Regions from separate parts of the Macaca mulatta genome. Here region 2 is linked to region 1. A link is a contact called in public Hi-C data. All regions are on one chromosome and are shown on one strand. Each heading gives the region's core, a stretch centred on a gene start, on an enhancer-like site or on the middle of the called end of the contact. The rest is flanking DNA. Distances are from core to core; before and after follow the strand shown. Region 1 holds the start of RNF103 (ring finger protein 103). Region 2 holds the start of CHMP3 (charged multivesicular body protein 3).

What was found. Hi-C and Micro-C count contacts between places; a contact is called where the count stands out from the background.
Region 2: a Hi-C map of cortical neurons shows a contact between it and region 1, with 2.7 times the contacts expected there. The contact joins the promoter of CHMP3 here to the promoter of RNF103 in region 1. A contact is called at or near these places in 5 of 14 Hi-C or Micro-C datasets (CD4 T cells, blood, cortical neurons and 2 more).

Annotation. Positions count from the first base shown.
Region 1 is chr13:37,767,329-37,770,770 of T2T-MMU8v2.0, forward strand. RNF103 (ring finger protein 103) reads left to right here and starts at 1,542. Exons shown (of 4, transcript NM_001266577.1): 1 at 1,542-2,327. The coding sequence starts at 2,102.
Region 2 is chr13:37,825,413-37,828,854 of T2T-MMU8v2.0, forward strand. CHMP3 (charged multivesicular body protein 3) reads left to right here and starts at 1,680. Exons shown (of 4, transcript XM_077959079.1): 1 at 1,680-1,899. The coding sequence starts at 1,695.

The sequences.
Region 1 (3,442 bases), core at 292-2,791:
AACCTGGTTCAATTTATGAACCCAACTCCTTCCTCCCTCAAGACTGACAGAGATTGAGGTAAAGAGTACGTTCAGCCCTGTTAAATTTATAAGCACAGAATCGGGTATCGCATGCTTGTCCATGTGACTATTTATTTTTATTTTATTTATTTATTTATTTCTGAAATGGAGTCTTGCTTTGTTACCCAGGCTGGATGTGGTGCAGTGGTAGGATCTCGGCTCACTGCAAGCTCCGCCTCCCGGGTTCACGCCATTCTGCTGCCTCAGCCTCCCGAGTAGCTGGGACTACAGGCGTCCGCCACCACGCCCGGCTAATTTTTTTTTTTTTTTTTTTTTTTTTTTTTTTTTTGTATTTTTAGTAGAGACGGGGTTTCACCGTGTTAGCCAGGATCATCTCGAACTCCTGACCTCGTGATCTGCCCGCCTCGGCCTCCAAAAGTGCTGGGATTACAGGAGTAAGCCACCGCGCCCGGCCCATGTACAAAATAAAGCACCCAGAACTTTGCACCTGGACGTATCAACATTCAACAACCTTTGTCCTAGGAACTCAGGGAGTTCACACCAGGCTTTTAACACCCCTGAGACTGAAGGAGGGAAAAGGCTATAACTGGCAGCGACAACTGGGCCTAGGATAACGCTAACTCCAGTTTTGGCCAAACCTCCTCCAACACACATGTGCAAAGCCATATTCTCATGAAGAGGGGGCAAAACATTTGCTTTCTGGGTTTAACCTTCTACCATCTCAAACCAACTGTGCCAAAAATTTCGCTGTTCACCAGGATTCATCAAAAAACGTATATTTCTATTTTTATCGATTTTAAGAGAATAATTAACTGCTCTATTTTTACAGAAAATACACAAAGTGATACAGTCCAAAGACTAATACTCAGACGAAATCAATTGCTAAACATTGGCGGGGCAAAAGAGGAGACCACGCAACAAAAGCACGGACAGGCAACTTTCGGCACCGCGGGAAGGCCCCGACCAGGCTGGGGCTCCGCCTCTCCTCCCACTCTCTGCTCGGTTGTCCAGGAGCCCCGCGGCTCCCCGAATTCCCCGCCCTCCGCCCCTGCGGGCCTGCCCTGCAGGCCCCGCCCCAGCCCCGCCTCGTCCCGACGTCAGTTGTTGTGTCTCAGCTCCGGCCGCGGCCGTCCCTGATCTACGGCTGTGGAGGCTACGGCCGCGGCCTCCGGAGGTGGCGGGGGTGCTGGGGACCCGTGCCGCGACCGGCGCCGCCCATCCGAGCGGGGCAGGCGCTGAGTGGCCGGGAGGCAGCCGGGTAGCCGCCTGGAGGAGCAGTCTCAGGGCCTGTTATTGGTTTTTTCCCACCGAGACCGATTCCCTCTGCAGGGACCGCGACGCCCCATCCTGGGCCGGGCCGCGGTGCCCGCCTGCCTGAGAGGCGCCGCCCGCCAGCCGGCCCGAGCTAACGTGGAGCCGCCGCCGTGCCCGCCGTGCTTCTCGCGGATCCTGGGCGGTCGGCGGGGCCTGGGGCCTGGGCTTCGGGCGCGGCGCTGCGGCGGTCGCTCCTCCCCGCGCAGGACACGCTGGGCCCCAGGCCTGGCCCGGCCGAGCGCCGCGCCCTCCTGACCCGCGGCCGCGGGAGTCCGGCCCCCACGGCCCCTCGGGCCCGGGCCTGCCGCCCGGATCTCCGGCTCCTGGCGAATCTGAGTTATTTTTTGGTCTCTCCCCCTCCCCCTTGAGATCGCGGCGCCGGAGGGCCGACCCCGCCACCTGGGTCAGTGTCCCCCGCAGAGGGAAGCGTCCCTCGTTTTCTTCCCGTGAGCTCTCCCCGCGCCCCTCGCCTCTCGGTGCTTAATGGATGGCGGTTGTGAGTTTTTCCCATTTATTTTTGTCGCCTCTTGACTGGGAGGCCCGGCGCGAGGCTCTGCGCCTCTGCGTCCCTCGTCGCCACCTCACGCCCGCGCAGATCCCGTCACCTGCCTCCCCGTCGCGGATGGCCGGCCAGTGACGGCGCCGGGTGGCCCGCGCGTGGACACGGGGCCCTCGCCCAAGCTGCCACCGAGCCGCTGCCTCCGCCCTCGACCCTTCTCTCTCCCGTATTCCGAGCTCTCTGGAAAGAGAGAAGACGCCAGGGAAGATGTGGCTGAAGCTTTTTTTCTTGCTCCTCTATTTCCTGGTCCTGTTCGTCCTGGCCAGGTTTTTTGAAGCCATTGTGTGGTATGAAACTGGCATCTTTGCCACCCAGCTGGTGGATCCAGTGGCGCTGAGCTTCAAGAAGCTGAAGACCATTTTGGAGTGCCGAGGGTTGGGCTACTCAGGGCTGCCTGAGAAGAAGGATGTCCGGGAGCTGGTGGAAAAGTCAGGCGAGTATCGAGCTTCCCCTAGGGCCCCCTCCACCTGGGAGAGGGGACGACCTGTACCTCCTGGTACCTGGCTGTTCCCCCAGAGTGAGGCCTTCCCTGGAAGGGTTAAAGCTGCCCAGGTTGCTTCGTCCAAGCTTTCTACAATCAAGTATGCGGATCCCAGCTTTGAGGAGGAGGCTGAAATTACTTGGAGGGGTGTTGGTGTATCCTTTTAAGGTTGTCGTAAAATGACAGTTTAAAGTGTGGCTTCTTAGCGTTGTTTACTAAGTTGAGTGATTTTCTCAAAATTCGGGAATATGAACTAGTTACAAACTGGAAAGCATTATTTGTCAGTTGAAGTTCATAAAAACGTAAGAAAAACTCCAAAACGTTGTCTGTCAATAGTAGTATTTGTCACGATAGTAATAATAAGGTACCCAGAGTGGGGACCCATCTTTGGAATACTTACTATCAGAGGCACTTGGGCCTAGGATTTGAATGTTAGTTAAATCATGAGTTTGAATATAGACAGTGTACACCGACTTTAAGTCTGAAAAGGCGAGTAAGTCTGAGTAAGATGAGCATTTTGTATAAATGCTTGCCATGTTCTAGTTTATATTATATTTCTGTTAGGATTTTTTTAAATTTGCATCTTGGATGTAAGAAAAAGTTTTTTTTTGTCTTCTGTGTCACAGGCACATTGTTTAATGGGTTGAGAAATATAAGTGAAATAGTCCTGAGAGAATATTCAATGTCTTAAATAATGTGTTTTTCGTAATTGTTGGTTTTGGTAGGATTGGGTGAGAAATATGATTACTTTTTTTCACTGCTGGACAAAGTATACCTTTGTTTGGATATACTTCCTGAAAGTGGAATGTAATTTGAGAAAGGCTTTCTGCGTTGCTGTAGGGAGCAGCTGAAACTGATGGTTATCTTTTTTTGTTGTTTCAAGTATTTCTGTCAGCTGTCTTTTACAAGACAAATCTTTTCCTTCTTTAGTACCCTATAGACATGTAGCGTGATAGACAAGAATATGAACTAGCTAGCAGTTTAACACTTGGATATTTGTAGGTTGTGGGTTATAAAACTCGTATCTCACTGTTAGGATAGAGGAGAGGAACCCACTCTGCAAAAGT
Region 2 (3,442 bases), core at 430-2,929, 58 kb after region 1:
GGTGGGAGGATCACTTGAGCTCAGGAGTTTGAGGCCAGCCTGGGCAACATGGCTAAACCTTGTCTCTACAGAAAAACTACAAAATCAGCTGGGCGTGGTGGCTGGCACCCAGCTACTCAGGAGGCCGAGGTGGGAGGATCGCTTGAGCCTGGGAAGTGGAGGCTTCAGTGAGGCAAGATCCTGCCACTGCACTCTGGCCTGGGTGACAAAGTGAGACCCTGTCTCAAAAACAAATACATAAATAAAAATAAAAGTATATTTTCCAAAGGAAAAGGTTTCAGAAGATTCACACTATATTTAATAGTTGGTGTGAATCCTTTGAGACCTTTTCCCCTGAGGAAGTGAGAATGCGGGTTTAACTTTTCACAATGAACAGGTAGTGCTTTTTTAAAGAGAACTTTATTGAAGTATGATGGACATAAAATAAATTGCACATACTTAGTGTCCAACCTGTTAAGTTTTGATATTGTATACATCTGCGAAACCATCATCACAATCAAGATATTATCCATCATCCCCCTAAACTTCGTGTCTCTTTGTAACCCCTCTTTTCTGCTCCTTTCCGACCCCACTCCTATCCGCTAGCAACCGCCAATGTACTTTCTGTCACTACGTATTAGTTTGCATTTTCCAGAATGTTATATAAATGGAATCACACGATTCTGGCTTCTTTCGGTTGGCAGAATTATTTTGAGATTCATCCATGCTGTTGCATTTATAAACAGTTTACTCTTTTTTATTGCTCAGTACTATTCCTCCGTATGGATCAATCACAACTGGTTTATCCATTCTCTTGTTGATAGACATTTGGATTGTTTCCAGTTTACGGCTATTACAAATAGAGCTGCTATGAGCATTTGTGTACAAGTCTTTGTAAGAACGTATGCTTTTTTCCCTCTTGGGTAAATAGCTAGGAATGGAAGGCTGGCTTTGTTTAGCATTTTAAGAAATTGCCAAAATGTTTTCAAAGCTGCCGAACCCATTTTATGATTCCACCAGAGACAGGAGTATGGGGCTGAGGTAACAAATGGTCCCTTCACCATCTTCGATGAGGTAATGACAGTAACCATCAGCTCACCGTATAGGCCTAATCAGGGACTGTCCGTGCTAAAATGTGTCTAGTTCTCTTTAGTCAGACTCCTTTGAGAGTGTGATTAGGCTCACGGTCGGTGTGGCGTGTAGGACGGCACACACATGGACAAATGCTAGGCAGGAATCGCCCACGCTGTAAAGGGCGATGGCCTGAACAAAAACTACCGCAGTTGGGATGGAAAGGAGAGGGCTGAAGTTAGAATGGTTGGGAGTTGGTAGGAGGGGAGAGAGGAGGACGCCTAGGGTTTAGCGACCAGGTGATGGTGGTGCAAGCAGACGGGAGGAGTGGGTTGGCGGGAGGAAAAAGAGGCCATTTTTGGTTTGTCACCTGTGAGTCGCCTACTGGACACAAAGACGAAGCTGTCGGGAAAGTGATGGTAAGTGTACACGTCTGCGTGGAGATCCAGACTTCTGGTGCAACATCTAGGTTTAGGTGAAGTATCAGAAGCAGTTATAGTCAACACATTCGTATCTTTCAGAGCAATCATTTCTACACCCCACGAAAAACACCGAATCCGTGGTCTCCCCTACACAGACACGCCCAGAACATGCGCAATGACGTCAGCCTTGTTGACTAGTATCCCACTCACTCAATTCTGCGCATGCGTACCGCGCATGCGCACCATCCTCTACTGCGGCCGCTCCCTACTCTGGGCGTCGGCACTACCTCCCTCTCCGTGGGCCCCGCCCCGGCGGCTGCCCGTGACCTGCCTGGGCGCGGGGAACGGAAAGCCGGAAGGGGCAAGACGGGTTCAGTTCGTCATGGGGCTGTTTGGAAAAACTCAGGAGAAGCCGCCCAAAGAACTGGTAAGGGCTACGGCGGCGGCAGATAAGCGGGTGGATCTGTGTGGGGCGAACTGGAGTTGGTAATTGACAGGACACTCTTCTCCCCACCGCCTGCCCGATACCGACCGGCCCCCATTTCCGGGGCCTCCCACTCGACTGGGGGGCCCGGAGGAAGAGTCTTTAGGAGTTGGCTTTGGGGAGCGAGAGCTCCTGGTGCCACTCTCTACCAGGTAGCCGAGGGGTGGATGAAGAGTTTCTTCACCTCGCCACCGAGCGCGTAGGCAGCGACACCGTCCTGGCCTTGGAAACCCCTTCCCCCTGCGCGCGTTGGTACGACCCGCCCGGAACCTTTTCCCTGCGTAGGCCCCACCCCTCACGCCCGTCTGCGGACCCGCCGGAGAACCTTCCCTTGCCCGGAGCGTTGTTTGGAGCTGGCCGGGTCGCGTCTGCCGGAGGAGCGTGGCACCTGCCGCCTGTTCTCGGTCCTCCCCGTTGTGTTGAAAAGGAGACTGTTTCCTCTTTCCCCAGCCCTACAACCTTGTGTTGACCCTTGTTACATATTATAGCAGGGCAGGGACTCGACCCAGAAGGATGTTGCAGAAGATAGCTCCGGACCCAGCTTCGAATTCTCATTACCTATTAATTGAGATAATATTGGGAGGCAAGCAGTTGAAAGTTCCCTGCAGTCAGTCAACCTAAGTTTGAATCCTGCCTTTCCACATCTCACCTCTGTGATCTCTGGAAAGTTCACTTCTCAGTGCCTTAGTCTTCTCGTCTGTCAAGCCAAAATAATAGTAGTGTCATCTCAGAGTAATTGAAGATTCAGGGATGTAAAGTTTTCATATTCGTAGTTAGGGCTAATTCTTTAAATACGGCACAGCCTTGCTACTCAGGTGCCAACCAGCAGCATCAACATCACCTGGGAGCTTGTTAAATCTCCAGACCCACTGACTCCAGACCCACTGAGTCAGATTTTGAATTCTGACAGGCTCCCTAAGATGGGTGTGCACATCAGTGCTTTAAGAAGCACTGCTCTACCACACCTAGGTTTGTCCATAATGGAAAAAAAAATCCTGAAATCCTTTAATAAATGATCTTACCTGTTCAGCTCTAGCAGGCACATTTTAAAAACCAATCTTATGCATCTTGCAATTCCTGGCACATAATGTGCGTTAATGTAAATTTTTTGTTGTTGTTGTTAATCAAAGGCCCTAGAATAGTAGGCACTCATTTTCGTCAGGAAACTTACTCAGTTTTGCCTCTTGGTAAAATAGAAATCGTGGCGCTTAAATGAAATAACGGTGTAACATCACTTTGGAAACTATAGAACATTATATAGATGCACATTTTGTGACATCTGTATATTCTAAGATTCTTGTTATTGTAGGAGTGTGGTAGGGAGAGATTATTTATTGCCTTCAGTATTTGACCTTGGCATTGCCATTCGTAAATTGAGTTAAGATTATGGAGAAACAAAAAATCATAGGGAAATGGTTGCTTTACTGTTTAAACTAGTCTCCAGTATATGTATTACTATACTACTATAGTATATTATACACTTAGA